Linked DNA regions of Danio rerio: region 2 is linked to region 1. A link is a contact called in public Hi-C data. All regions are on one chromosome and are shown on one strand. Each heading gives the region's core, a stretch centred on a gene start, on an enhancer-like site or on the middle of the called end of the contact. The rest is flanking DNA. Distances are from core to core; before and after follow the strand shown. Region 1 overlaps tnn (tenascin N). Region 2 holds the start of mrps14 (mitochondrial ribosomal protein S14).

Region 1 (4,325 bases), core at 1,261-3,760:
AAATACTTGTTGTTCCTTATGGTGGAAGTGAATAGCTCGCACCCATCATTAAACGGTTCACAGAATAATCCCATACCCAATATTATTATTTTTAACATATTTTTTAGTATTTACGTAATATGAAATATTATTTTAAAATATTATTTATTATATATTTTAATATTACAACTTGTTTAAACAACGTATTTAAAATGAGCTGAAACAACACAATTTTTTAGATTTTTTTTAGGAAAACTTAATTGTTTTATGTTTAATCCATTTAAATTGTTAGGTTAACTTAATCATTTGTGTTGGGACAACAGGAATGAGCAGTGCATGTGACACATATTCTGGTGTTTAAGCAAAAAAAAAAAGAAATAATTAATTAATGTAAATCCCGATAATTTGTCTTGAAATTCCAATAGTTTACATCAATCCTGGAAAAATATTAAGATTGTGTGAAATTAACATTAATTGAAACATGGTCCAAAATAAAATCCATGCATTTTTTTCTCTGAAGTTTATATACATGCTGTTTTTATCAAAACAGCAAAAGATCACATTCATCTATCAATCCAGACGTTCATCTGACACCTGAGTTACAATCCAGATTTACTGTTGACTGCCATTACGTGATCAAGCTTGAGCTGGACATTGTTTTTTTTTTTTAAATATGCCATGAGGGCATATGGCAGTAGGAAATCACCAGTCTGAGTACAAAATTAATTTTCATAGTTGGCTGAATTGGAATCAAGAAACTTAAATCAAGAAAACTAAATATTTGGTATAATATTTGCTATCTCAATATTTGCTACTGTAGTTGACTTAATTAGCTTCAGATGTTAATATGCAATGTTGTAATGCAGATTTTTTCCCTCAAAATTAGTTTGCTGCATTATATGTGCAACTGTTAATCCACACTAGGGCTGCACAATATTGGAAAAATCTGAAATTGTAACATTTATAGCAGAAAAATAAAATATCCCAATATGAATACAGTTACACAAGATTTGAATAGCTCTATTTGACAGTTTTCTGGGGAGTCTAACAGCATTCAAGTACAAAAAATTGCATAATCACAACATAAAATATGCTTTTCTTACTTTGCTTTATTTCGTTTTCAACCTAAATTTGAAAACGATCCTTAGATCAAAAGAGTTTTTCCTTAAAACAAGCAAAATTATCATCTGCCAATAGGGTAAGGTAAAGTAATCTTGTTTTTACTTTGAAATGTGGTTATTTAGAATCACAAGATATAAATTATAAATTCTTTAGTATACCTTCAAACATCATACATTTTTGTGTACAAATATTTTAAACTCTCTTGAAATGCGAAGTCCCAGGGCTTAAAATGTCCCTCTATTATTGTTAAACTTAGCAGTGACTCTATCAATCACATTTTCTGAGGCTCCTGGTCAACTATAATTCAGACTCAACATTGCATGTCTTGTGATGTGACTATTGAGGATGTGCACATTGCGATATCGATGCCAAAATTGATATATTGTGCAGCTCTAAATATTAGTAAAAAATGTATTATTATTATTAAAACTATTTTAGAGTATGTTGCATTTAAAAGGAGCTTTGTCTTCACTTTTAGTGCTTAAATCTTTAATTTAAATGCAAATCAAATATCTGGTAAACTCTCAGTATATGACTGTAGTTGTCATTGCTTTGTTGCTACTTATTCAAGTGCAAAAGACAGCATACATATTATGAATATTTTGTATTCACACAGCATGCACAGTGCTCTCACATATGACAGAAAGCATGATTCCACCTGGCCACATTTGTGTTGATTTAGTTCAATCGGCATTAACAAATTCTTATTTGCTTTTATACATCCCTTTTTAAATATTTACACGCATTTATTTTTAAAAACGTGTAAAGGATTCTTTTATATAGCGTGCAGTGCAGTGTTGTCCTCGGTCTCTGTGCTGTAGTGATGAATTGTGGTGTTCTAACAAAACCTGCTGGCTCCATTAATCAAGCCTAACGCTAATTTGAGAAAATTGAACTTTTCATAAGTACCGAGTGTTTTCAGATTTACATAATTAAACTCGTTAATTTCCACTCAACTTTTTTTAGAAGCACCCAACATCAGATAAGATAAAAATCTTTACTGATCCAAGAGGGAAATTAAATCAAACTGTGAAGGGAAATAATAGTGTTTGCTATCTGCATCTTGGATTTATAGCTCATTAAATCAGCATGAAAAGGATAAATTGTCTATCTTCATGGTTCAATGATGCATTGCCTCACATGGTCATGCATCGTCTCCAGTACAGCTTTGTGTATATCTGCATGCAACGCTGTGCATTAACACTGTTGTGCAACTGGCTTTTTAGACATAGATGCTCCTACTAACCTCATGACCAGGGAAGTGACAGAGGACTCAGCTTCGGTGACGTGGAACAAGGTGCAGGCTGACATTGATGGCTACATGCTGAAATACAGCTCTCTAGACGGCTCCGGCCAGGAGGTTCGAGTAGGAGCTGACAGCACCTCCTACAGGTTCACGGGTCTCAAGCCTGGTGTTCTCTACACAGTCTATGTGTGGGCCATCAAAGGCGCTCGCTCTAGCAAAAAGAGTTCAACAGAAGCGGAAACAGGTTTTTGATTAGTATCTTCCCAGTCAGCTCATGCAAACTTAAACAGTTCTATGTTTTGAACAGTTTATCTCTGTTTACAGAAATAAGGCTTTTACTATACTGTATATAGACTTGAATTGTTTATAAATTAAGGTCCAGAGGCATGTTGCATAAAACATGTTGAACAAACTCAACACTCAATGTAAAGTGTTTAACCTAGAGTTTGTAGTTAACTCTGGAGGGCATGCACATGAAAGTGTGACACATGCAGCAAACAGCCAATCACACGACACATGAGAGAGTCAGTTTGATTTAGATCTCCCAAGAGAGTCAACAATTCACTTCTCTGTAGAAAATTAAGATATGTCATTAACAGTAATATAATGAATTTAAACACATACACAAGGTAAAAATATACACTGTTGATGCAGTGAAAGAATATATTATCATATCAATACAAGTTAATTATTTCATTTGTTTAAAAAATATAAGTGTTTGTTGAAATATATAAGATCACAAACAACTTAAAAGTCAGACATTTTAAGACCTTTCCATTTTAAAGCAAATGCATATGTTAAAATTTGAAATGCGAATGTTAATTTAAAGGCATTAACAATAAGAAAAGACAATTCGAATGTATTTGAATATGTAATATATTAAGTATAAGTAATTTAATATAAACATATTATTATTAGCAATAACAAAAAATAATTTGGACTAAAAATGATTTTAGTGATAGACAATAGTGAAAAAGACGTACAAGAACTAAGAGTAGCTTTATTGACATATACAATATATGTTATTGCTATGGAGACGTTCATAACTCTGGTTAACCGTGTAGCACAAGTTTTGCTGGCTACGAAACCTAATCAAAACTAACCAACTTTCTTGAGCCTGAAAACATACATTTCGTCAAATTAAATGCAAACTTATGCTTTTCAGGCTGAATGATTTTAGCCCTTATTTTGACTAGCCGACAGGTTTTGAGAAATCGCAGAAAAATGCCTGAAATCATACGTAAATCGGTGCTCGTTCATGAGAGTAACAATCACACAATGTAAACTTTTAAAGATGCGATATGACAGAATTGCTGATGAGTCGCTGACACCCATAAGATATTTGGCATGCTAAATATCTGGACCTCGCGAATCAATATTATGTTGTGAGAAATGTTTTCTGGTTGAAAATAACATCTGCGAGTACCTACAGTAAATGAGAGAGCAGCATCCACTAGTGTGGGTATCTGCAGGTCAGCGGGAGGATGGGGAAAAGTTAAAAGGGTTCTTAATAATCTATTTGAACCCAAAAAATGGAGGAAAAACTAGTGTAAATTTGGCAGGAGCACCGTGTCTGTTTGACGTATGTCATCTGAGCAAAAACACAACCGGTTTAAGAGAAATATGTAATTCCCTTCAATAGTCATGTGAGCAAAATAAGTACATTTTTTACCCTACTAAAGGCTTCATCCTCATTATGTAGTTAATAACAAAAGATATATTACGTGACCACCATGTCACTTCTTGCGTGTGTTTGGATGTGAGATGTAATTTGCGGACCGAGACAGAAAATTGTCTGTGATTCTTCCTATTCTAAAGTCATGCAGTGTGAAACCCCATCTCCGATCCATCTTGCGGTGTAAACAAAGCAGCAAACGCTACCCTCGATAGTCATGCAGTGTGAAAACATGTGTGACAGGACTACTAGAAAATCGTGCAGTCTGAACTTGGCAATACCTGGGTAAAAACTCAAACTGGC
Region 2 (3,964 bases), core at 837-3,336, 67 kb before region 1:
ATTGCAAGACTCTGAATGTACCTGTAGCTCTTTTGGCAAAATAGTATTCTTCCTAATGGCATTGATGCGCAGTCGTGTATCTGCATATTCGAAAGCCATCTGTCGTCTTTTCACATCCCTCAACATCCTCCAGTCGACATAGTAGCTCCTGACCTGCTCCATCACTGCAACTGGACTTCTGCAGGCCTGAAGGACATCAGATATTTTATATTTATAGACAGATTTTTGAAATACAAATTGTCAAAAGATTATAATTGCTGTACATAATACTTAAGGTGGTATATTTAATGTTCACATGCATAAATTAACTTCACAAGGTAGATAACAAAAGTTAATAACATGTATACAAATCCCCATAGTAAAATTACATTAGTTAATACTTCTAGAATGTAGCAATTCAGTCTTTACATATGCAGTTTTAATATTTTATTATTACACAAATAGTATACTATTATACAAAATATTGTAAACACACACACACACACAACAACAAATTATACACATTTTAAAAATTGTAAATATGTTAGAGCTCCACAATATATTGTTTCAGCATCAATATCGCAATGTGATTATTCACAATAGTCAATGTTGAGTGAGTCTATATATAATAATTTTCATGTGTTTTTGAGGCCTGTGATTGTATGACTATGAAAGGATTCATGGCTAAGAATCTGTACTGTTTATAACGTAATAATGATTACTTGTATTGAATTATTTTTATATTTATTGTTCAATTACTGTACCCAGGGTTTCTACAGGTTTCATCAAGTCAAATTTAAGACTTTTTAAGACCTTTTAAAGACTATTTTAAGACCATAATAAATGAAATTTCAGACTTACACAAGGCTAAAAGCTAAAGATTTTTTAAATGGTCAAGGTAAAACCTTAAAAAAGCATTAAAAACAAATGTTACTGAAAGGAAGATAATTAATCCATATTAAGAAGTAAATAGAGTTAATAAACAAACGTTTCTTAAAACTTTTATTGAAGTATATTAAGGATTGGATGGATGTTGACACAATTGGGTATAGCTGTACATAACAAAAATATTAAGACCATTTTAAAATGATTTAAGTCCTACAACACAATATTTCAGGGCATTTGAGAATTTTTAAGGCCTAAAATTTGGTTTTTGAAATGTAAGACATTTTAAGACCTCGCAGAAACATTGTATGCCTGTTGCCTGAAGACTGTTAGACTCTGAAAATGCTAAAACATTGTTTATGTCAATTGTATCTTGTATTTTTTAGTTGCATTGATCTTTGCTTGTAGGTTGTTAATTATATTTTAGTCAGATGCACTTCTCATCTCAACCGATCTAAAATGACTAATCCTTTCCAAATAGAGAAATTCAAGTCATCTGCTGAAAATCGTATCGCGATATATATTGCAGAATAACAAAAATTGCAATGACAGATTTTTCCAATATTGTACAGCTCTACAAATTGTCCATCTTTTTGTTTACATATACTCTATGTAAGTATAAATACTATAGTAACATATAGTAAACACTATGTTTTAAACACTACCAGGAAAGTATGTGAACTAATGCATGGTGGTAATTCTATAGATGCTGTGATAATACAACTAACACAAGATAAAACAACTGTATTAAAATTTCTACAACTAGGTATATCATACTACAATACCACAGTTCACCATAATAAAAGTATATTACAGAATTTATTACAGACTTACATATTTGTATTGGTTAGACATAAAATTAATACATTAAACTGTTCTCAATATTTAACAGGGTTTATATACATGTTTAGTTTCATGTAATGTGTAAACAACTATAACATTTCAATACAAGTATTTATGGGTAGCCCTTACAAAACGACAACTAAATTAAAACAAATTACATGACGTACAAATGTCACCAGAATGATTCGGTTAGACATGTATGCCTCCTAACCATATCGCATTCTAAACCACAATATAATTGAAACACAAATACCACGTGTCTAAATTTACAAATGTGCATCTTCAAAGATTACTTACTTGTCTACTGAATGACAAGGACGAGTGCAGAAAGCCCATGCCCGTGTTGAGGAGCTTCCACGCCGCCATGTTGATCTGCACTGGCAGTGGCAGATTGTAGGGTTAGGACTGAAAAGAGTTTATCATTACTGCCATCTGCTGGTTATATCAACGTTCATCCAAGCATTTGTCAACGATGATAAACAGTGCTAAACTAGTTGAAAATATTGAGACTTTGTCGTTATATATCATGTCAATCACATTTTTTTTTGTCATGATGAATAACATTTAAACTGTGATTATTGTCCAGGAAACTGTAGCTCCGTATCTAGAATCTTCTGGACCAGGGGTGCCCAAACTCGGTCCTGGATGGTCCTGCAAAGTTTAGTTCCAAATAGTTTACACATCTGGGCTAGCTAATCAAGCTCTTACTAGGCATTCTAGAAACACCCTTGCAGATGTGTTGAGGCGAGCTAAACTCTTCCCTTCAGAAACGAGTTTGGACACCCTTGTTCTAGACCAATCCATAAGCATAGCACTGAGCAAAAACAGATTCACGAGAAAAAAGATTCATAAATTATTCAGAGAGCATGAAAATTAAGAAAGTTAATAATGATTAAAAAAGTTAATGTTAATAAATTATGTAATTGCGGAACACAACCACACGATGGCAGAATTGACCTTTACTCAACTATACTTTAATAAATTAAAAATCCTGAAACTACTTTTATTTCTTTACACGCCTATTTCACTGGACCATAATGGGCTACAACAATGGGTAGGATTGTTTTTATGAACATAATAAAAAAGAGCTTGGCAAAACTAACTTTAAAACTAAAACTAACCTTTTTACAATATGTTAATATAGGCCTAACCATACCTGCAGGTTGTAAATACTCTTTTTTCCCGAGAGTAAAACAATAATAATACAATGTAAATTAACATTTGATCTTCAGTCATTTTATCTAATAATAATAATAAAAAAAACTAAAATAGCAGGTCATTTGCAGAAAACGTCCTCTTATGCACTCAAAAATTATTTCTGCTGCGTTTTCAAACTACCTGTTTTAAATGAGCTGAAATTACATAATTCTAGTAATTTCTTTGGCTAATTTCTTTGTTTTATGTTCAGTCCAGTTACATTTGTGAACCATTAAGTTGATTTTAGCGTTTTGTGTTGGAACAACATGAAGAAATTGTATTGGTCCAACTACCTGGTTAGGGGATTTGTAGTTCTTTGCGTGGGATTGAATTAATAGAAACAAATTTTAATAATAAAAATAATCTTAGGTGTTTAAAGTTTATAGACAAAATTGTTATAATCTACACTTCACCTTAGTTTGAAGATTTAGAATATTTTCACCTTTCATCTAATTTTGAGATTAGCACCTTGCAGAAGCACCCCATATTAACAAAAATCAGGTTGTTGCTTTGCTCAGTGAGCAATAACTGTCCTAAAATTAGATCTGAGGTCAGTCTCAATCAATTGTATATGTAACTCATGAAATATCATTAAAATGGCTCTTTTAGCTTATTTGGGATAACTTCAGGTAAAACTTGACATACTGTATATTATACATACATGATGGAATCAGACTTACCATATATCATATATCATAAATATACAAATGTATTTAAACTTTTATTTAAAAAATCATATTGGACCAACTCTGATGCATTTAATTGTGTAAATAGTTTTTTTATTTGGTCTTTAACAAAATTAAGTTAATCCAATAAGTTATTTTGTGGTTATACCAGCCATGCACCATTTAAATTAATTATTTTCTGATATGAATCTTGTGATATGAATAAAATGTTTGATTTTTTTAAATATTTTTGTAATTAAAGTGGCTGAGGAAGTCAAAACAACCTTCATTTACTGTAATAAAAAATAATGTCTATTATTTCTACCTATAATATGGGTTTTAGGATAGATATACATGATGTATACATGTTCATATAATGTCAACATCTGGAAAAT

Evidence for each region. Hi-C and Micro-C count contacts between places; a contact is called where the count stands out from the background.
Region 2: a Hi-C map of fibroblasts shows a contact between it and region 1, with 7 times the contacts expected there. The contact joins the promoter of mrps14 here to the enhancer-like site in region 1. A contact is called at or near these places in 4 of 18 Hi-C or Micro-C datasets (caudal fin, fibroblasts, hematopoietic stem cells and 1 more) and 1 of 4 datasets of contacts at active chromatin or transcription factors (caudal fin).

Annotation. Positions count from the first base shown.
Region 1 is chr2:38,498,291-38,502,615 of GRCz12tu, reverse strand. tnn (tenascin N) reads left to right here. Exons shown (of 15, transcript NM_131036.2): 8 at 2,328-2,591. Among named protein-coding and RNA genes, the nearest start is that of kiaa0040, 36 kb to the right of the region's middle. Within about 2 kb of position 2,510, at least 2 of the 62 cell types and tissues checked have an H3K27ac peak or open chromatin away from gene starts, as enhancers often do.
Region 2 is chr2:38,565,231-38,569,194 of GRCz12tu, reverse strand. mrps14 (mitochondrial ribosomal protein S14) reads right to left here and starts at 2,086. Exons shown (of 3, transcript NM_001045358.1): 1 at 2,005-2,086; 2 at 22-186. The coding sequence starts at 2,073.